Regions from separate parts of the Mus musculus genome. Here region 2 is linked to region 1. The links are chromatin contacts, called in public Hi-C maps. All regions are on one chromosome and are shown on one strand. Each heading gives the region's core, a stretch centred on a gene start, on an enhancer-like site or on the middle of the called end of the contact. The rest is flanking DNA. Distances are from core to core; before and after follow the strand shown. Region 1 overlaps Stpg2 (sperm tail PG rich repeat containing 2). Region 2 has its middle 80 kb from the start of Mir7j.

The links. Hi-C and Micro-C count contacts between places; a contact is called where the count stands out from the background.
Region 2: a contact with region 1 is called in a Hi-C map of cerebellar granule neurons, with 3 times the contacts expected there. The contact joins two enhancer-like sites. A contact is called at or near these places in 3 of 484 Hi-C or Micro-C datasets (cerebellar granule neurons and cerebellum).

What each region holds. Positions count from the first base shown.
Region 1 is chr3:139,507,884-139,511,672 of GRCm38.p6, forward strand. The region is part of intron 11 of Stpg2 (sperm tail PG rich repeat containing 2); the gene reads left to right. Among named protein-coding and RNA genes, the nearest start is that of Gm24260, 92 kb to the left of the region's middle. Within about 2 kb of position 1,553, at least 18 of the 459 cell types and tissues checked have an H3K27ac peak or open chromatin away from gene starts, as enhancers often do. A contact at or near this core is called in cerebellar granule neurons and cerebellum, where this site is marked.
Region 2 is chr3:139,946,555-139,950,659 of GRCm38.p6, forward strand. No RefSeq gene overlaps it. Among named protein-coding and RNA genes, the nearest start is that of Mir7j, 80 kb to the right of the region's middle. Within about 2 kb of position 2,702, at least 2 of the 459 cell types and tissues checked have an H3K27ac peak or open chromatin away from gene starts, as enhancers often do. A contact at or near this core is called in cerebellar granule neurons and cerebellum, where this site is marked.

The DNA of each region.
Region 1 (3,789 bases), core at 303-2,802:
ATAAGGTTAGGTCCTTACAAAGTACCATGTTCATAGATGGAAGATTAAAAAAATGTAGAAAACATTAGGAGAAAATATCAGAGAATAATGTTGCAATACGAAAAGGTCAAAGTGAAATGCTTAGGAAAGCATGAACTTACATCAAGATGAAGGATTTCAGTTCCACTTTGGACATCTTATGCAGAATTAAGAGGATGCCAGAAGAAAGATACAGTGGCAACTTTAATAGAGGGACACTTTTCTACAAAAAAGGAAATTATAAGCTAAAGAACAAAGAAATCCAAACAGGAAAGAGACAGGATGTATCAAATTATATTCTAGGCCTCTTATCATCATCCTATTCTTCTCCTGAAACTCAAGTTGTTCTTCTTAAACTCGTCTAATTGCACATTGCTGCTATTGCAGTATAAAGAGAACATTAATGTTTTAAACCCAGGAGAGTAGTAACAGTCGCAACAGAGAGAACTCCAAAGTCTGGCAATTATATGATAAACACACTGACTTTGATTTCATTGATGAAGTTCTCTGAAGCGATGTCCTGGAGTTCCATTTATCATTTCTAAGCAAAGGATAAATGCATTATATAAAGCAAATTGACATGGGAAATACTGTAGTATCAGGTTTCATCTATGTGCAGAATTCCACCATTTCCCCTCGAGGCTTAAACAAATATTACATGAGTGAGGGCTCTTGTAAAATGTTGTTTTGAAATAGATTTCATTAATAGCTTCTGGTGATAATTTATTTCTCTCTTTATGCACAAGTCTCTTCTCACAGTAATAATGGATAAGTTATTTGCATATAAATAGATTTCAGCTGAAGCAGAAACCAAATTGTTTCTCCCCACCCCCTGGACATCGTTAAAAAGAGAAAAAATAAAGAAGGGAAGGAGATTTTATAATAATTAGCAGTCAAGATTTATAACAATATTCTTCATTAAAACTTTTTGCAGGCAACCCTCTTTTTGTTTCTGTTGGTACACTTCACGTTTTGACCTCTGTTAAAGCCACAGGGAAATAACCTGCTGTTTCCACACTGGTGTTTGTGTGACACTGGTGATGGACCTCTTAGGGAAAGATTTACTGCAGCTTTCTCATTATTGTATCAAAGTTTCTTTGTTTCTGAAAAAAAAAATCTGTTTTAGAGCCGTAGTTGTTAATTCTGTGTCTTTATTCTTAATTAAATAAACCCTTTATTTCTGAAGAGTAATGAAGCATATGTTTATGATGGAGAGAAACAGTTTGTTTTTCAGCTGTTGTATAGTTAACAATATCAAAATATTGAAACCCCATTTGTTATAGAGTATGCTTCTTACCTAAGCATCCTATACAGTAAGACCTTTTATGCATACTTTTCTTTCAAGTAAAAATGGTCACCATGAGGAAGAACAAGAAACCAGGATTTTAAAATGTATTTACTTGATCTGTGTGCTTGGCTTCAGTATCTGAGCTATGGTACATCTCAGTACGATTTTATTGTAAGTGACTAGCAGGCAACATGCATGACACAGTATATATGAGTCAGTTGTTGGCAAAATTAAGATACCAGCTGCTTTCTGGTGGATATGATGTCTATTAATGTGTCTTTCTGACCAGTAGAGGTCACTCAGTGTAAAGTGAATAATGACTTCTATTTTCAAAAGAGACAGCTAATGTGACCATTCTATTTGAGCAAGCCTATTTCAGCGGGTATCTGTTACTTGTACAAATGCTATTTCCGTCTTTCCTAGGTGAGTAAGGCTACTTTATATGGTTCAAAGACAATTTTAAATGTGAAGTAAAAATATGATTATGGTCAAAATACAGTATTTAAATCCTTGTGCTTTTGAGCATTATGCAGATTTTTAGATGTTTAAAGAGTAGTGAGATATAAAATTGTCCCCCAGAAAACATGACACAATCATATTCTGCCACAGAGAGGCAGCCTTCCCCATCAAATGGAGCACAGGGTTTGGATTCAGGGAGAACAACACTTACCCCTCGGTTTTTGTCTCATTGTCAGTTGAATGGGATTAGAAAGCAGTCGCGTGTAGCAGCCCAGATATCAGGCACTGTGGCAGTTAAAAGGGTTTTAGAACTGTGGCATTTTTTTGTTTTCTTTAGGTGTGTTTATACTTTGAACTTTTAAAGTATAGGTATAAAATGGAAAGTATACCCAGTGGCAAAATTCAATAATTTGTCAGTTTTACTCCAGCTTATTATAACCATTCACCTATTAGGAACATACCACATTCAGGGGGATCAGGTCATTTTCATTTAGTTAATTTGACATTCCTCTGGCAACTGTGGTGTTTGCAAAGGTGCTAGCAACCCTGAAGGCAATGTGAAGACACAAGACGAGGCAGGTCACAGTGTGGCCTTTGAACTCAGTTTCCTGTAGCCTCGAAGTGATGTCTTCCTTCTTTCTGCTCAGTGGTACTCTGAGGATGAATCAGCTTAGACTTGTGCTCATCCTCTGAGAAATGCTGAGCTTCTCGGGGCCATTTTACCCCTCCTTCACAAAGGAGCAAACTAAAACTCAAGTTTAGAGGATTTACCAAGGTCACACGACAAGTAAGGAGAAGGATTGAGCTGGAGTTCAGATTTAAGACTATCTTAGAAAACACCAGGTTAAAATAATGGAGGGAAAAATACAGTCATTCCCCAAAAGATTAAAGCTCAAAGAATTATGAAATATGTTTACAAAATTGTCCCAAGATTGAGGTAGAAGGACATGTCTGAAAAATTCAGAACTATCAAAAACATTGCTCAATGCGAGTCCCACTCCTGCTTCTACAATTCCAGTCTCTATCGCTTCTTCTGTCTTTAAAACAATTGTCCTTAAAGTACTTACAAAGTCACATGTAGAGAACAATCTGAATATGATTTTAACATTGATATAGAAATAAGGTCTGGTAGTGGTGGCACACACCTTTAATCCCAGCACTTGGGAGGCAGAGGCAGGTGGATTTCTGAATTCAAGGCCAGCCTGGTCTACAGAGTGAGTTTCAGGATAGCCAGGAGTACACAGAGAAACCCTGTCTCAGGAAAAGAAAAAGAAAAAGAAAAATGATTTGAGTAGTTTCTGCTCTAAACAGCTACTAAGAAGAAGGTAAACCACCTTAAATTCTTATGAATAGATCAAAGGGACTCTCCCTGATCCCTCCTTTCCATGATTCTGGTATGTCATGTGTGGGTGCAACTGAGTTAGCTTTCTAGAAGCAATTATGTAGTCATCTGTGTTCTCAGAAAATACCATCTCAGCATCACCATTTCTTTTGATTATTTGAGGAGGAAAGTTTTTGATACCTAATATATTTTAGAGAGAAAAAAATCTAAGCCATAGGCTAGAGGTCTAAAACAAAGATTTTCAGTGAAATTCTATTTTCTTGGTCTGTTTTGCATAAAACATAACTTGTTCTAGTGAGGTGGATGGTCAAAAGAACCTGTATTTTAAGATTAACTTGGACACAGCTTTGTGATTGCTCACATCTATAAGCCAAGCATCCTGAAGCTAAAGCAGCAGGAACTCTAGGTAGAGGCCAACTGGGGTCAGAGTAAGATGTCGAGAAACACTGCAAAGCAAACACAAAACCATATTTGGGGAATTCTGATGCTTGTGGTTTATGAACTACATTTTAAGAGAACTAGGTTAAAATGCATGAGGCAAAATATGAATATCTTCCTTTTCAATACCTGACATTTAATGCTATGAAATAAGTTCAGGTATATGAGTATTTGTAAAATATAAATCCATGGATTAAGGGTATGATGCACAATAAGAAACCCTTTAACTATTTGAAAGAAAATA
Region 2 (4,105 bases), core at 1,452-3,951, 440 kb after region 1:
GCATTCATCCTTTGCCTTTCCGAGTCTGGTTTACTTTACACAATGTAATGTCTTCTGGTTTCATCTGTTTGCCTGGAAAATGTCATGATTTCATTTTCCTTTGCAGTTTATCTTACTCGCTGTTCTATTGCTGTGTAGAAATGGCCACGGCAACTCTTATAAAAGAAAGCGTTTAATTGGGTATTGCTTACAGTTTCAAAATTTTAGTCCACTATCATCATGGTGGAGAGCATGTCAGCACAGGAAGGGATGGAGCTGAGAAGCTGAGAGTTCTACACCCAGATACACATGCAGCTGAGAAAGAGGGAGGGAGGGAGGGAGGAAGAGAGGGAGAGAGAGAGAGAGAGAAAGAGAGAGAGAGAGAGAGAGAGAGAGAGAGAGAGAGAGAGAGAGAGAGAGAGAGAGAGAGAGAGATACTAGGTTTGGTTTGGGGTTCTGAAACCAAAAAGCCTATCCCCCAGTGACAAATTTCCTCCAACAAGGCCACACCCTAAGCATTCAAATACATGAGCCTCTGGGGTCCATTCTTTTTCAAATCACAACACAGCTTAATTATACTCTATTTTGTATATGTTCAACATTTTCATTATTTGTTCATCGATTTTTAAGACATTTTGGTTTCTTGCCAACTTAGCTGTTGTGAATAGAGTGGCGATGGACAAGACAACGAATATTTTCTTTGGGCATACGCTGCCAAGTGGGTTGCAATGGTTAATTTAATTTTAGCTTTTAATAATTCTCCACACTGATTTTTATAATGGCTGCACCATTTTGCAATATCACCAGTAATGAATGAGTGTTCTTGTTTCCCCATCTCGCCAGCATTTGTTGTCAATTGTTTTCCTCATCTTAGGCATACTGACGTGGGTCAGATGACATCTCAAAATAGTTACAAAGTGCATGTCCCTCGTTCCTAATGATGTTGACTTTTTTTATGGTATCCTTTAGGTATTTTCATTTCCTCATTTGGGACTTCTCTTTTCAAGTCCATTGCCTGCTCTTAATTAGTTCATTTGTTTTCTTGCTTCCTTGTGTTTTGTATATTTTAATATATTCTGGATATTAAAAGGCGTCCTCTTTAGTTGATTATTTCATTTGCTGTACATAAGCATTTTAGTGTTATGAAGTCCCACATGTTGATTGCTCTTAATTCCCGGGAAAATGGGCTCCTATTTAGAAAACCATCTAGATCTAGACCTTGTAGGACACTGGCTACGTTTTTATCTAACAGTTCATTAACTCAGTGTTTCTTGTTTCATATTGAGGTGATTGACCCACTTGGAGTAAACTTTTGAGCAAGATGATATATGATAGGTACAGATCTAAATTTGTTCTTCTACTTATAAAATATCCAATATTACCAAGAAAAGAAAGTGTGTGTGTGTGTGTGTGAGAGAGAGAGAGAGAGAGAGAGAGAGAGAGAGAGAGAGAGGGAGAGAGAGAGAGAGAGAGAGAGAGAGAGAGAGAGAGAGAGAGAGAGAGAGAGAGAGAGAGAGAGGAATTGACCTGGGTACTAGTTTCCACAGTACCATAGGCTGTTAAAACATAAATCTATCCTACCTGAGAGGATAATACTCTCTCAAGATCCTTAGACTTTCTAACAAAAACCCTAGTACTGGACCCAAGAAACCTCCTTTTGAGTTGTTGGTCAGGAAAGGGTGAAACCTACTATGAGTTCTTGTCATTTTCCTTGGTTGCTCCCAGAATTTGAAGGTAATTTTTATTGCTAAAAACACCACACACTTCAGACACAGGACTTTATGGGAACTGAGCTAAAGCTGACCTGGAAGGCTCCTGCTCGAGTACTAGCTTCTATCTGTCAGCAGGTGAAGGGAGCTGAGGAGGGAGGAAAGCAATCCACAGGCCCACCTAGCTGTGCCACCTCTGAAGCACAACAACGGGAAGCTACAATGACCTGGTACTATAAACCTATCCAACTTCCCAAGGCTGATAAGCCATAAACTTAGATGAAACCTAGTCCTCTCAGTTTCCCTAAACCAGTTTAATCTTGAAATTCATTATAAATATTCACAGATACTCACAGATAAGTTCAGCTCTCACACCTCACAGAGGAGCTAGCTTTAGAGCATCAGATAGAGATCATTACAGAAAGACATAAATAGTCAAAATGACTGTGGGATGCCCATCTTCCATTGTTCTAGTACAACCCCTGTATCCAAGGCTCATAAAACACCTTGGAAGTGAGGGGGTGGGTAAAAGCCAGAGGGCATTGCCAACTCCTTTGAATTTATGTTTTCTGTATATGACAGGGAAACTGAATTAAGAGAATATCAGCAATATGGGTGCCTAAACAAGACCTCAATTATTACAATACCAGATGGCATGTAAGCCTTTCCCTAGAAGAGAAACAATAGGCACTTAATGGCTAAGAAGAAAGAGAAAAAGGTTTCCCCAGTTATGAGCTTCTTGATTTTCCAATACCAAGTGCTTGGCATCTATACATATATAACTCTAAATGAAATAAGTAGGTTTTATTTCTATTTCTATTGTTCCATAAGTAACAACAATTTGAAGAAAAACAGAGGGTGAGGAGATAGAAGTTGGTGAGGCATGTAAATATGATCAGCATGCACTGTATAAAATTCTCAAGGAATGAATGCACATTTAAAATTAAAGGTCCATCTTTGTTTACTGCAGCTTGTATAGTTGCAGCCACCAGGTGTCAGTAAGACTTGAAAAACAATAGCACTTGCCAAGCGCTGTAGTTCTGGTCCCTGTCTAGCAGCCAATGAATATAGCTTTTGGTTCTATTTGCTTCCGTTCCAGTGAAGGAGATGCACTTTATTAAAGAGCCACTAAGCAAAGTCAGCAACTTTTTAACTGTTTATTCTCGCTCCCAGATATGCCAAGGCATCCCTTCCGCACACTTAGAGAGTATGGACTAGCTTTTAAATTTCAAGAACAAAGTACTGCAAGTTTCTTAGTGAATCACCACTTTGAGAAGGGAAAGGTCATTGTAGGTAGGTTTTGAGCAAAATAGGGCACCTTGCCTGCAAACTACCACACATAGTTGTTTACATGTAACTTACCACAGGAAGGCAATCCACAAAGAAAAAGTAGAGATGCTAATATCCTCTTCAGCTTCTAATTATTGCCAAAACCAATGCCAGGGGCACGGTTGAATTTAAATGAAATGAAGCTTTTTCTTATTAGCCATTGACTTGTTTTTATTAATCTCACTTCTTATAGTTCTTTACCCTCTTGGCAACTGCTATTTATAGAACTTAATTTTTTTTTTACCTTGTACCAGGCTACCTGAATATTTTTAGGCTATATTAATTACAATTATATAAACAATGACATAAATGTTGAAGTTAAATCTTATAGCATACTTGTGATTTTACAACCAAAAATGTTGCATTTCCTATTTCCTAGGCCTCCCAGAAGGGTTTTGTTTTCTAGTAAAATGCTTCTTTTAATGATGCTTCAGTCTTCAATTTTTTTCCCTGAGCTATATATTTCAACCAACAGCCTCTCCCTTCAAAGTCTGTGCGCTCGTATGACAATTCCAATGTAAAACAATCAATTCTACTTCATCTTTGAACCAAATCCAAAAGTGCAAGATCCCAGCTGTCCTCTTGTCTGCTGAAACCATACAACTGACCTAGTTTGCTTCAGCCCCCCCACCCCACACATTATTTTGGAGAGCATTGTGTTCTCAAGACTGTGAGGATCACACAAGTCTATCTTAGAAAACTTAAAAAAACACTAAGGCAAAGAAGCCCCAGCTCCTAGCATATTCCCCCACACGACTCGAGATTTGGTTTCGAGCTCTGCTTCTTTCACAGTGTTCATACTTTTTAAAAAGGAAGCAACCATTGCCACTGGTAATTTTGAATCAGAGAATTTCTATTTCTGAATAAATTGATTTCACGGTGCTTCTGCTCCAATGCTAATAAACAGCAAGCTACAGTGGCCAGATTGGATTATTTCTGGGGCTTGGCAAGGTGTATTCCCTTCCAGATCTTGCTTGTACATATCTCTTTTCCTCCTCCCAAACGTCACGATTCTAGAAAGCAGGAAACTGTTATCCCATAAAGAGTGCTTGGAGCCTGCAGTGGGATGGGGGTCAAAGGAGCTTTGA